Regions from separate parts of the Sus scrofa genome. Here region 1 is linked to region 2. Evidence: chromatin contacts called from public HiChIP or PLAC-seq data. All regions are on one chromosome and are shown on one strand. Each heading gives the region's core, a stretch centred on a gene start, on an enhancer-like site or on the middle of the called end of the contact. The rest is flanking DNA. Distances are from core to core; before and after follow the strand shown.

Evidence for each region. HiChIP or PLAC-seq counts read pairs in DNA pulled down with a chosen protein or histone mark.
Region 1: an H3K27ac HiChIP or PLAC-seq map of skeletal muscle shows a contact between it and region 2. The contact joins the promoter of NIPBL here to the enhancer-like site in region 2. A contact is called at or near these places in 5 of 5 promoter capture datasets (fetal liver, fetal skeletal muscle, liver and 1 more), 22 of 47 Hi-C or Micro-C datasets (adipocytes, alveolar macrophages, blood and 14 more) and 2 of 2 datasets of contacts at active chromatin or transcription factors (alveolar macrophages and skeletal muscle).

The regions. Positions count from the first base shown.
Region 1 is chr16:22,150,157-22,156,191 of Sscrofa11.1, forward strand. NIPBL (nipped-B-like protein) reads left to right here and starts at 2,313. Exons shown (of 47, transcript XM_021076592.1): 1 at 2,313-2,738.
Region 2 is chr16:22,037,946-22,044,620 of Sscrofa11.1, forward strand. No RefSeq gene overlaps it. Among named protein-coding and RNA genes, the nearest start is that of NIPBL, 110 kb to the right of the region's middle. Within about 2 kb of position 3,631, at least 11 of the 83 cell types and tissues checked have an H3K27ac peak or open chromatin away from gene starts, as enhancers often do. A contact at or near this core is called in skeletal muscle, where this site is marked.

The DNA.
Region 1 (6,035 bases), core at 1,063-3,562, 110 kb after region 2:
CCCTGTCTATCCAACCACCAGGAAATAAAATCTCTCCACCTGTTTCAGTTTTCAAAAAAAAATTATCAATTAATTTATTGGTATACCTGGTGCTATCATAAAGTAAATGTAAATGAACAGCAAACTAAAAGATGAATTAAAATATCCACACTAAGCCTGACTTCAGCTTTCACTGAACCTTTTCTCCAGAAGGAAACTGTAAAAATAAATCTCACTAGCGTTTGCTTTGCTTGACAGCATAATTGAGTAGTAACCAAAATAGCCGTATGTGGTCCTTTAAGCTTCAGAAACGCGCACCTTTTGAATCATCGTGCCGGGCACTTTGTACCTGACACAGATTTGCTGAATGAACTTTTCCAGTAATGCTGGCTTTGGGCTAAGCCAACCAAATTTTCAGACTTTAGTGAAAATAGCATTTTTCAAGAAAGAGGGCAGACAGGATGAAGAACGAAGTTTGTGACTCAGGAAGAAAGCTAACTTGCCCAACATGAATATGATCATATAATCTAATAATGGACTGTCCACTAGCAAGCCCATTTACAGAAACCTAAAAACAAATAATTATCACTATTTTGAGGGCTTCTGGTGTTGTGGAGGGCTTTCAATGTCTAGAAGTAGTGTGTTTTCCTAGAAGTTTGTAATAAACTTGCATTTTTTTCCCTAGTATTTTTTGTTTTCAGAAATCTTTCATAAAGTTCTCTCACATACCCATGTAAGGGACAGAGATGGGAAGTTAGTGTGTGTGGCGGGGGGGGGCCGCCAAGGCCCTTATAATTGTCATTCATTAACCAAATATTAAGCATCTACTGTGTGTGTAACATTATTTTCTCCCTAAAACATCAGTGGAGAAAAACAAAACCTCATGCCCTCCTGGAGTTTACTTACATCATTCTCCTAGGAGCTTCCTCCCCCCTTCCCCTCCCCACCGCGCGCACGGCCTTGGGGCTGCGGTCAAAGCTTTGGCTTTTACTCTCAGCTAGATGCCGAGCAATTGCAGGGCCTAGAGTAAAAGAGCGACAAGATCCGATTTAATCCTTTGAGAGATTTTTGAGGCAGAAGGAATAACCTGTAGGCAAATTTTCCTATTTACTTTTGGCGTAATGGTACACATACAAATACATAAACAATATAATTTACGTACGACTCAACGAAATGCAGAAAAGTATACCACAAATTCCGTCCTATTTGAGTAAAATTCTCTTACCTATGCACTTTTTACCTGAAGAATAGCCCCCTTGTAATTTACATTAGTAAACGTTAATAGTGAACTGCGGAACGATAAAGTTAATTCATGTGTTTCAGTAAGAGACACAAAGGGCGCGGTACACATAATCGCATCTGTTCTCCAGCCTTGGCCAGTGGTACCTCACTGTTTGAAACGCAAAGAGGAAAACGGTGTCTGAAATCGGCTGGCCCCAGGCCCACCCGCGGCCCGCATTCCGCCGGCTCTCGTCGCGCGCTCGGCTCCACCCACACCTAGTGGGGGGCGCGGACTCGCGCGCTCCGGGCCCGCTGAGCCGGCTCCTGGCTCGAACAGCGTCGCCTACAGGCCTTTATCCCGACTGTTAGGCAAGAGCCCAAACCGCCGCCAACAAAAAGCAAGACCAGAAAAGACCACATATTTCCAGAAATAAATGCATCATAAACGCGACTCCAATTCAATCCAGCTGAGAATCTTCTTCTCCTCCAAGGGGTGCGTTCTTACTCCGCAGAAATAATGCAGAGACGGGCGTAAAGTTCGGCCTCTCAGAAGGAGAGAAGGGCGTACATTACGATACATCCATCCACCCGGCTGCAGGGAAACCATTTAAAAAATGCACGGTAGCCGTCGGATTGCGGGCGTCCTCTATGGGGCCGCCCCGAGCTCGGCTCCCGAGAGCTAATGACGAGCAGCTGCAACGGCGTGAGCGGCCTACGAGCCGGTCCGGACCTGAGCGCCCCCCACGCACACGACCACCACCGAACTCGGGGCCCGCTCCGGTCGGCCTCCAGGAAAATAAAGAACAGGAAGACCCGGCCCGTCCGTGCCGCAGCGAAAACGCCGCTACGTAGGATCGACAATAAAAGGCAACATCCACAGCCGCCCTGAGGAGGAGAAAGGCGCAGAAGAGAACCACCGCCTGCTCTCTGCCGGCTGCCGGCCGCCGCCGGGCCGGGGTGCGGTGCGGAGAGGCGCGGGCCGTGCAGTCCGGCGCGGCCGAGGACGCGAGCTGAAGTGGTGGCGGCGGCGCGGCGGTGGCGGAAGTGGAGTGGGGAAGAGGGGGTGGTTGTTAGTGTTTGGCGCCGGCGGAGGGAGTCATTCCTGCAGCTGCACTTCCGGTCGGCATTTTGTTCTGCGAGGGAGAGACGGAACGAGAGAGAGAGACACACACAGGGCTCCTTTCCCCCCCGCCCTCCCCCCCTCCCTCCGTCGGTACCGACTCACCCGACACCACCAAGCCGCAGGGAGGGACGCCCCCGCCGACAGGAGGATTGGTTCCCGGGCCGGCGGCGATGCCCCCCCGGTAGCTCGGGCCCCTGGTCGGGTGTTTGCGAGTGTTTCTATGTGGGAGAAGGAGGAGGAGGAGGAAGAAGAAGCAGCGATTTGTCTTCTCGGCTGGTCTCCCCCCGGCTCTACATGTTCCCCGCACTGAGGAGACGGAAGAGGAGCCGTAGCCACCCCCCCTCCCGGCCCGGATTATAGTCTCTCGCCACAGCGGCCTCGGCCTCCCCTTGGATTCAGACGCCGATTCGCCCAGGTAAATTCCTGCTCTTTATTTCGGCGGCGGCGGCGGCGGCGCCAGGTCCTCAGCGTCTCTCCTCCTCGCTCCCCTCCCGGCCGTTTCCTTAGCGGCCCCAGGTCTCCTCCACGGGCGAGTCTAGAGTTCGCTCCTCTCTGGTGGCAGCCGCCCTGGGTGGCGGTGGTTTTGTACCCTCTCCCGGCCGGCTCCGGTGGCGGGGACTGGGCTCCTGCCGGGCGGCCGGGGAGGCGTAGGCCCGGCGGAGAGTGCAGGCCGCGGGCCAGCGGAATCTACTTGAGCTCGGGGATTAGGAGAGCTCCGGGCTGAGCGGAGCTACTGCTGGTCGGTGACAGGCCTCGCCCGGGAGAAGAGCCGTAGCTAGTGAGGAGGCGGAAACAATACAACTAACAGCAAATGTGCCCTGATCGTCCCCATATTTACAACTTTCCTGGTCCGGGAGTGGGGAACGTCCCAGTGAAACAAACAACCCCCCTTCTTCCCCCTGTGACCCCATGAAGGGAGGAAGTAGTTTCAGTTAGTGAGACAAATGTAAATACTCAGACACGGATCCAGTGGTAATTCTTTTCCTGTGTAAAACTTGTTTGGACGTTGGAAAGTTAATAAAGACTCATTTTCTTTTTAAAAAGAATTAAATCGTCCACATGAATATTTAATACAGAAAACCATAGTGTGGTAGACACTACATATGACCTCCCCAACCACGCAGAGAGCTTTTATGTTGTTGTTTGACAGTGTGTTGCACATGGACTTTTTATTCAAAGACAAGTATAAAGTACTTGACAGGTTTATCCTGCCACTTTATATTTGTGTGCGTTATATAAGGACAGTTTTAAACGACTTTGCATGAAACACTCAGGTACTTCCTGATCTAAACGTGTAGAAGCTTAGAAAGAATTTTCAATGTTCTGAGAATGGTAGTGACATACAGGTACAACCAATTTTCTTAAAAGGGTAGAAAATAAGTTATGCTTAAAATCCCTGGGAGGTTAAAAAAAAAAATGTACAAGGTGCCATCCTTTCATGTCAGGGCAGATCTTCTTGAGGTCCCAGGATTGCCATTGGCTGTTTGTGCCCATGATGTTTGACTGTGTAATGAGAGAGGTGTCATTTTAATAGGTCAAATGTATCTGTAATGCTGGAGAAAAATACCAGTTCTATCTTAACAAATTCTAGTTCACAAGTAAGTTAAGTGTATAGAGCTTATTTATGGTGGCGTTAGTAGTGTAGGTTGGTATAAGGGAAAAACCAATTTAAAAGTCCTCAGCCATACAAATTGCATAGAAAAATAAATGGACCTGGGTTGGGCTATTTTGATACTTTGTCTCATATTCACTGAAGGAAAACTTTCATTGGTTAAAATGAAGCAACACTGATCAACAACGTCCCTTGTTTTATTAGTGGGTGTTACATATTTTGTGTCTCATTAGATATTATTGCCATTGTAGAATAAGGAAGTTTTCTGAAGATTACTTTTGAGTTTAGCCCTCTGCTTAAAATAAATTGTTGCACATTTCCTGCAAACGTATGAATAAAGTTAAGAAGAGTGAAGTTAATATAGCTGTCACGTACTAGGCATGTTTTTAATGCTATAAATCCGTGTAGTAGTCAGTAGCGTGTCCGTGATTTGTATTGGTCAGGGAGCAGTTTGAATTTTAAAAAGCCTGAAGCTCCTGCTGAGCCCCAATCCCGGCCTCCCTCCCTCCCACTAATCTCCCATTCCTGTCTTTGTGCTGCCTGCTCCTGTTAGACACTGTTTGCTACAGGGCCTCAGGCCTACACTGGGTGGGGGGCACGCGAATGGGGGCTGGGGGGGTGGGGGGGTGTAGAATACCGAAGGGAGGGACTGTTCACTTCTTAAGCGGAGGGTTTGGGGGTGGGGGTGGGGTAAGGGCTTCAATATAAATGTTTAAAAGGCCCTTATATGATCCTGTGATTGTCTTTACAACTTTTATTTAAATATCATAGACTATGTCAAGGGATGAACATACTTCTACTAAAGGTAATGGAAAGAGTTCTGCTTGCTTAGTTTTCATCGACAGGAGCAACTTATCTTTAGCATTTTATAGTTAAGGAGCTTTCTTACACAGATGTTTGAATCAGTATGTTAGATATCTATTTATGTAATTGATTTTTTTTTATTGTGACTTTGGAATTAAAGTGAATTAGTTCTTATCAGATCTTATTTCCTTAATTCTACATATTTAGTAATCTAAGTAATATAGATGGTGCGATAGCTTTCATTAAGATAGCATAAATATTTCTTTAAAGTAGATTGAAAATATTTTCTGTTTGGTCCAAACCAATTAAAGAGGTTATTTTTAAAGGAGAAGACATTGTAAAACTCGAGTAAAACCTCAACTTGAACTTTACATTTTCGATAATTTAGTTGGGAGGAATAATTTGTGTTTCCCTAGAGATTACAAGTAGTCTTCTCTACCTCCCCTTGTACTGGTTGAGATAGTCACCAGTGGCAAATCTTGTATTTCCACTTATTTTTAAAAATTCAGTGAAAGGAGAGAACTCTTAAGTGTTCCAGAAATCTTTTAATTCTGGTTATGTTATTTGGAGAAATATTTCCTAATATACATAAAAGGAATTTCAGCAGTATGGCTTATTGTTTGTTTCTCTTGAGTCTGCAGAGTTACCAATAACTTAGTAGTAATTACTCGAAAAGAAAACAGTTTTAAAGTACATCATGATAGTCTAGTAAATCAAAATTGAGTATTAAATAATTATTTTTAGTGTTTTGAGATGAGTATATAGAATATTTCCTTTTGAAAGCTGTTCAGCAGATTTGTTTACTAAAGTTATTTGAAAGCTTTTCGAACCTGTGCTTGAGAGCATTATAATACTATATCTTTAAGAAGAAAAAAGTTATATTTGAAGAAAGAAAGAGCATTTCATATTCTCTTGGGGGATGAAAAGTGAAAGTTTTCAGTATGGTAGTAAACCTAATTTTGGTTTTCTGCATAGTGATCATTGTTAAATTTCAAAAATGTTATGAGCAAAGCTGTATCAATTCAAATGAAATTTTCTTTATTGAGAACCAGGCTGTCAACTCAAACGTGTTTTCTAAGGCTTCCTAAACTAATTTCATATTTAATGTTTTGACACCAATTCATCATCATACTGCTAGAGAAACATTTGAACCCATCTGTATTAGATTTTGACATACTCTATTGTGGTATTTTAACTCTCTCAAAGTAAGATGTAAAATTTAATAATACAGGAGTAAATAAAAACTAAAGAATTTAACAATTTCAATTTAAGTTTCAAATTTAAGTTTCAATTCAG
Region 2 (6,675 bases), core at 2,381-4,880:
ACTGTCTCTAGTAGCCCATTCCACATGATAGTTTTACGTTTTTCTTTTTCTTTCTTTTTTTTTTTTTTTTTTTGGTCTTTTTGCCTTTTCTAGGGCCACTCCTGAGGCATATGGAGGTTCCCAGGCCAGGGGTCAAATTTGAGCTATAGCCGCCAGCCTATGCCAGAGCCACAGCAACGCCAGATCCGAGCCGCATCTGCGCCCTATACCACAGCTCACGGCAACACCGGATCCTTAGCCCACTGAGCGAGGCCAGGGATCGAACCCAAAACCTCATGGTTCCTAGTCGGATTCATTAACCACTGAGCCAGGATGGGAACTCCTGTTTTATATTTTTCACTCTTCGTTCCTGTGTATTGTCTTACTCCACAAGGGCATGTGTGTGTGCCTGATTCCCCAGACTCCACAAGGGCAGACATCATGCATTTTACTTCTTTGCCATCCCCCCCCCCGACACACAACAAAAACAATAACCAAAAACATTCATTGAACGTTTACCACATGCTAGGCACTGTACTGTCTTCTAGTATTATCTCACTTAATTCAAACGACACTCTAAAAAGGTTCTTTTTTTTTTTTTTTTTTTTTTTGGCCACACTCACGGCACATGGAAGTTCCCAACCAGGGATCAAATCCAGCCACAGCTGTGACCTACACCACAGCTACAGCAACGCCAGCTCCTTAACCCATAGCACAAGTCATGGATCAAACACACGCTGCTGAAGTGACAATGCTGGAGTCTTAATCCTCTGCACCACAGCAGGAACTCCAGGTCCTATTATTATCTCCATTTTACAGATGAAAAGATTGAGGTTAGAAAGGTTATGTAACTGGCCCAAACCAGCATAACTAGTGAGTGGCCAGTCTGAGACTCAAACACAGGTCCATGGGACTCAGAAATCCCTGCTAATGGTACCTTTTACAGGGTAAGTGATGAGCCCAAGTTTCTGAATTAAGACTATCCCTGCTACCAAAGCAATCGAGTGTGTAGTGGGCCAAATAATGGCTTTCAAAAGTATCCTGATCCTCAGAGCCGGTGACTATTACATTCATGGAAAAGGGGTTTTGTGTCAGATTCCTCATGTATAGAACTGTTAGATGGTGAATTCGGTTGTTTCAAGCCACCAAATTTGTGGTCATTTGTTACAGCGGCAATCAGAAACTAAGTCAGGATGGGTGGGTTTCCAGCTAGCCCTAAACTGTCCTGAGGAATAGGCAATGCTCTGGTGAAAGGTAAATAGGCTGCGTTCTCTAGAACCGGAATATCTTCCTTTCATATCCATGAAAATCCTTCACTCCCAGCATCACCTGTTTCCTGACCCATCCTGTCTGTGCACCATGCTCTGAAAATGGCCTGACCAAGAAGCACATGAAACTCTGAGTGAAAGGCACATGTTAATGACAGAATTCTCCCAGGAGGATTATTATTTCAATCAAAACATGTATGGTGTCCTTTTAAAAATATCATTTCCTAGTGTTTTTAGTCAAAGCATTTCCCATATATTATCCCAGGCATCTGTGCCAGCCTTTAAGTGTGCATAAAAGGCAGTTTCAAGTGCACACCGTGGTTTTTGGATGGCAGCTGTTGAGTCAATTCCAAGAATTTTACTCTTAAGAAGCCCAAATAACACTGCAGAAAAATGCGTTTTTTTCGAAATGGCAGGAAAACCAACAGTTGAGTGTTTTTCGTACTGTCTTCCAGTAAGTGATATGCAGTAGGTAGGTGACGAAAGACTTTAGTATAGACTCACAGATTCAAGTCCCTTATAAATGAGCCACCCTGACCCCGTGGCTTTGCCTGATGAGTTTTCTAGGGTCTTTAGCCATGTCTAAGGTGTGGGCACACCTGGCAAGGTAGTGGTGTGGACCCACTGATGAGGTTGGAGCTGGGATCCACACTTCTAATGCCTCATTCCCTGTCCAGCTGTCTTTGACCGACTTCCCATTACCACCTGGTCCCTCACCCCCTCAGCCACTTCCCTTCTAAATCAATAATGAGTCCATTACTTAGCTAGGCTCATTTTGATGTTTACGGGCCTGCAGTAATGGAAATAAGAATAGCTATGGCCCTGCTCTGTTCCAGATACTTTACATGCACATCTTCATTTAACAGGTAGTTTAGCAGCAGTGGTTAGAGCATAAACTCTGGAGCTAGACCACCTTGTTTCAAATCCTCGCCCTACCACTCATCAGTGTGACCTTAGGCACATTCGTGAACATCTCTAGGACTCTTTTCCCATCTGTGAAATGGCAATTTAAAAATGCCCCTTTTGGAGTTCCCATCGGGGCGCAGTGGTTAACGAATCCGGCTAGGAACCATGAGGCTGCAGGTTCGATCCCTGGCCTTTCTCAGTGGGTTAAGGATCCGGCGTTGCTGTGAGCTGTGGTGTAGGTGGAAGATGTGGCTCGGATCTGGCGTTGCTGTGGCTCTGGCTTAGGTGGGTGGCTACAGCTCTGATTAGGCCCCTAGCCTGGGAACCTCCATATGCCGCAGGAGCGGCCCTAGAAAAGGCAAAAAGACAAAAATAATAATAATAAAAATAAATTTAAAATGCCCTTTAGATTCTGCGTTGCCATGAGCTGTGGTATGGGTCACAGAGGCATCTCAGATCTGACAGATCTGGCGTTGCTGTAGCTGTAGGCCAGCAGCTGTAGCACGGATTAGACCCCTAGCCTTGGAAGCTCCATATGCCCTAAGTGCAGCCCTAAAAATAAAAAAATAAATAAAAAATAAATAATAAAATAAAACGTGCCCCTTTATAAGGTCATTGTGAAGACTGTTTAGAAGAATCCCCTAACACAGTCAATACCACTCAAGTGTGTTCGCGCTTCACGACCTTGTGAGGCAGGTGTAACACCGCAGCTCAGACAAGTATCAACATGCCCAGGGTCACAAAATTTATGATTTTGAAGCTAGATCATTTTGTCTGTAAGGCCATGTATTTCCTCTCCTGCCTCACTATCTCGCTTTCATCCCTGATTCCCCCAGAACCACCTTCATCCTGCCCACCTAAAGATGAAACAGGTGGTCTCCCGCGCTCCCTCTCCAACTCCAGAAGCTCCCAGGAACCCTAGAGAAAACCAGAAAAACTGAAGGGCGCCCTCTCTCCCGCCCTCGATGTGCCCTTAGGAGAAGCCAACATATCTGCTGTTGGCCGTGCGCGCGGGTCCCAGGCACGGCGAGTCCCCTTTTCTTTCTTTCTTTTTTTTTAATTTATTTTTTTTTCCCACTGTACAGCAAGGGGATCAAGTTATCCTTACACGTATACATTTTTCCCCCACCCTTTTTCTCGAGTCCCCTTTTCTGAGCTGCACTCAGACTCGAGAGGGTGAGAGGCTCGTGGGGGCGCAGCGCGCATAGCGCGCGCACCGCGGGGCAGCCTCGCCGCCACTGCTGCCCGAGTGCCGCCTGGTGGGAATCCCTCCCCAGCTGGGGAGGAAGGCAGTTGTTTTCTCCTAGTGGAACGTTCCACTTGAAATCGTTCCACAAGGGCTGTTCTCGCCTCCGACTCCGGGAAGAACTGTAATTAACACAGCAACAAACGCCCACGACGCTAACTGGCAAAGGGAGTGTAACACGAGCCGCTTCTCCAACCGAACTGGGCCAATTGCTTTCCCTCCTTGCCTCCCCATTTGGTCTGTTTTGGTTCCGCAGTTATCCAACTGTGGCGTTTCTTACAACATGTCAGTGGCTGGTGTTTGTGTTTGGGGTGGAACAGTTTCACACACGTCGCTGGAGACGGTGCTCGACCAGCTGCTGTGCTGGGTCCCTGCTTTCTGCGGCTTCGGGAGTGTCAGGTAGAAAAATGAAGAAGCGACTAGAAGGTGGGAAGGAGGATGGGGAAGGACGCCTGCCTTCTCCGAACGTCTGAAGTTGGGTCGGTAGCCTCCCGCGAAAGGGGACGGGTAAAACCGGTCTGCACAGTCTCAGCGGAGAGCGATTGCAGACGTCCCAAGTGAGTCTCGTCGTGGGCTCCTGGGGACTGCGTTCACCTGGCGGCTGCGCTGCGACTCTGGCTCGGGGCACTGAGGCGACCAGAAAAGGGAGAGGGTAGGCCCTCGCGGGTGCTGCAAACAGCGCCCCGAGGCCAGCCAGGCTCGGCCATAGGCGGGCTAGTGGAGGTGAGAGTGGGGTGGGGTGGGGGTTGGGGAGCAGCCAAGGATGCAGGGAGTGCTCTGACTCCTTCATCTACCGTTATCAGGGTTTGCTCTCTGATGAGGCCACTGCAAATACCTTGCTTAGGCCAAGCGTGGTCCACCGGCCGGCAGCCCCGGCGTCACGTGGGAGCTTGTGCCATTCAGCATCTCAGGCCCTGCCCCAGACCTACTGATTCGCAGTCTTCTCTTGAACAAACTCCTAGGTGATTTCTAGACACCTGCAAGTTTGTGTAATGTGTATGCCTTTCTCTGCCACCTTTCCATCAGTGTCCTGCCGTGTTAACACATTAACTTCAAATTTTGTGGCAAAGACATGGCTTTTGGAGAAATGTAGCTCTTCTCTCCGATAAAAGTCTGCACCAGTTTGATGCTTAGCAAGAGCTCTCAGCTGATTACCGCTAAGGGGTCAAGAGTGGAAGGAAGGCAGAGCCTGCTCTACAGTCCAACCTGGAAAAACTCAGAGACTGGATGGGGAGCCAAAACCCAAACGAGAGGTACTGAATAACTACACAATATCGTAATTCAAGAGGTTAAACACGGCAGAATAACTCATACGAACAGCTTAAACAATAGTGCTACATTATTTAGTAAATTCACTAAATTCACTGTACCACCAGTTTTGTGTGTATCCTCTCTATATAGATCATATGTACACACATATATATGTTTATGTATGTATTTTATATATATATATAAAATACACACACTCACACACAGAGAAAGGTGGAGGGATACACAGAGAGACAGAATATATATTCTAACCTAGTGTCTCACACATAGTAGGTGATCAATATGTATTGAATCAATAGCTGGATCCTGTTACAACATATTCTCCCAGAAAGAGAAGAATTTTGTGTTTTAAACCAAACCAGCATAAATCTGTTTTAAAATAAAATGTAGTACCAATAAGCAACAGTCCATTTAATATGTCCTTTAAAACATTAATTATACACACATCCATCATAGATACATGGTCCCCATTTGAACACCATGGATTGTAGGAGCTCAGAGGGCGTCTTCAAATCCTGCTGAGTCGGACGGGTCAGAATAACCCCACATGCTTTCTGCTTGTCATTAAGACCTCCCAGGCCTCAGGACCCACATAGATCACAGACCATAACATCTTTCAGAGTTGTTTTGGTCCCACAAGTTATCAATGGCTAAGCAGAACGTTTTCAAACTGAGGCTTCACACTGGATGACCTGTGTTAGCTCTGATTTATTCTGCCAAGTACTCAAGAGTTCCCTAACGGGGCACTCAGTCGTGCATAGTGAGTACCAGAGAGAAGCAGGGGCAGGACAGCTCTCATCTCTTGGTGGTTAGAAGGATCTTTACAATTTTAAAATTCCTTTTTTTTTCTCTGCAATGTTTTGTTGGCATTACTGCACCAAGAGATGAGGGGTGCGCCACTCCTGCTTTTTGGTACTTGCTCTGCACAACTCACATGGCAAAGTGCCTCCTTAGGGGAACTGAGTACTTGGCAGAATAAACTGGAGCGATTAGAGGCCATTCAGCACCATCTCCTTGAGATACAGGTGAAAAAGAATAAAGATGATTCTACCTAGCACAGTTGGGGCAGAGACTGGAAAAAATATCTCTACACAGCATCCAAATTAGACTTTTCAGTTTTACAAAAGTTACACTTGTTTCACAAGGAGAGTCCAGCAGAGCCTATCTGGATACGCTGTCTAACAAATTCTGTTGGGTAAAAATGAACTGTCAAACACTGATGATTAATGAAAAATCATTAGGGTGTTTCTACATTCTGAAAGTTTTCTTTGCCTCCACCCTTACATTAAAATAAAATCAAAATTTCTTCCCAAAACTTCCAGGAGAGAGGAGCAGCAAATATCCAACCTGGCAGAGAGTAATTCATTTTTACTGGCAGTCCACACAGTTACTTTTTTTTTTTTTTTTTTTCTTTTTAGGGTCGCACCCATGGCATATGGAGGTTCCCAGGCTAGGGGTCTAATCAGAGCTATAGCTGCCGGCCTACACTACAGTCACTGCCATAACAACGCAGGCTCTGAGCCGCATCTTTGACCTACACCACAGCTCACGGCAATGCTGGATCCTTAACCCACTGAGTGAGGCAGGGATCGAACCCAGAACCTCATGGTTCTTAGTCGGATTCGTTTCCGCTGAGCCACATGGGAACTCCACATACGGTTACTTTCACTGGTACCGTTTATTTTAAAATATGGGGACTCTTGATGCTGAAAGAATTCAAAATCTGTTTCAAATGAGCACTTTGGAAACAGAGAATTGAAGAAGTTGCCACAGGGAATGTTGTTGGTAAACTTTACAAATAGCATTATTGGTTTGTAAAAGTCACCAACATATTGTCATGATTTTGGTAGAGCTAGGCACAGTATCCAGGAAAAAAGAAAAGGGGAAAAAGCTTTCATCATCAGCAATGTTGAGAACCATAAAATCAGTAATTAGATTTAGAGAAACCAAAAAAAAAAAAAAAAACCAGTGGGAGTTAAAAATCACAGGGATGCAATCAGCTAATCT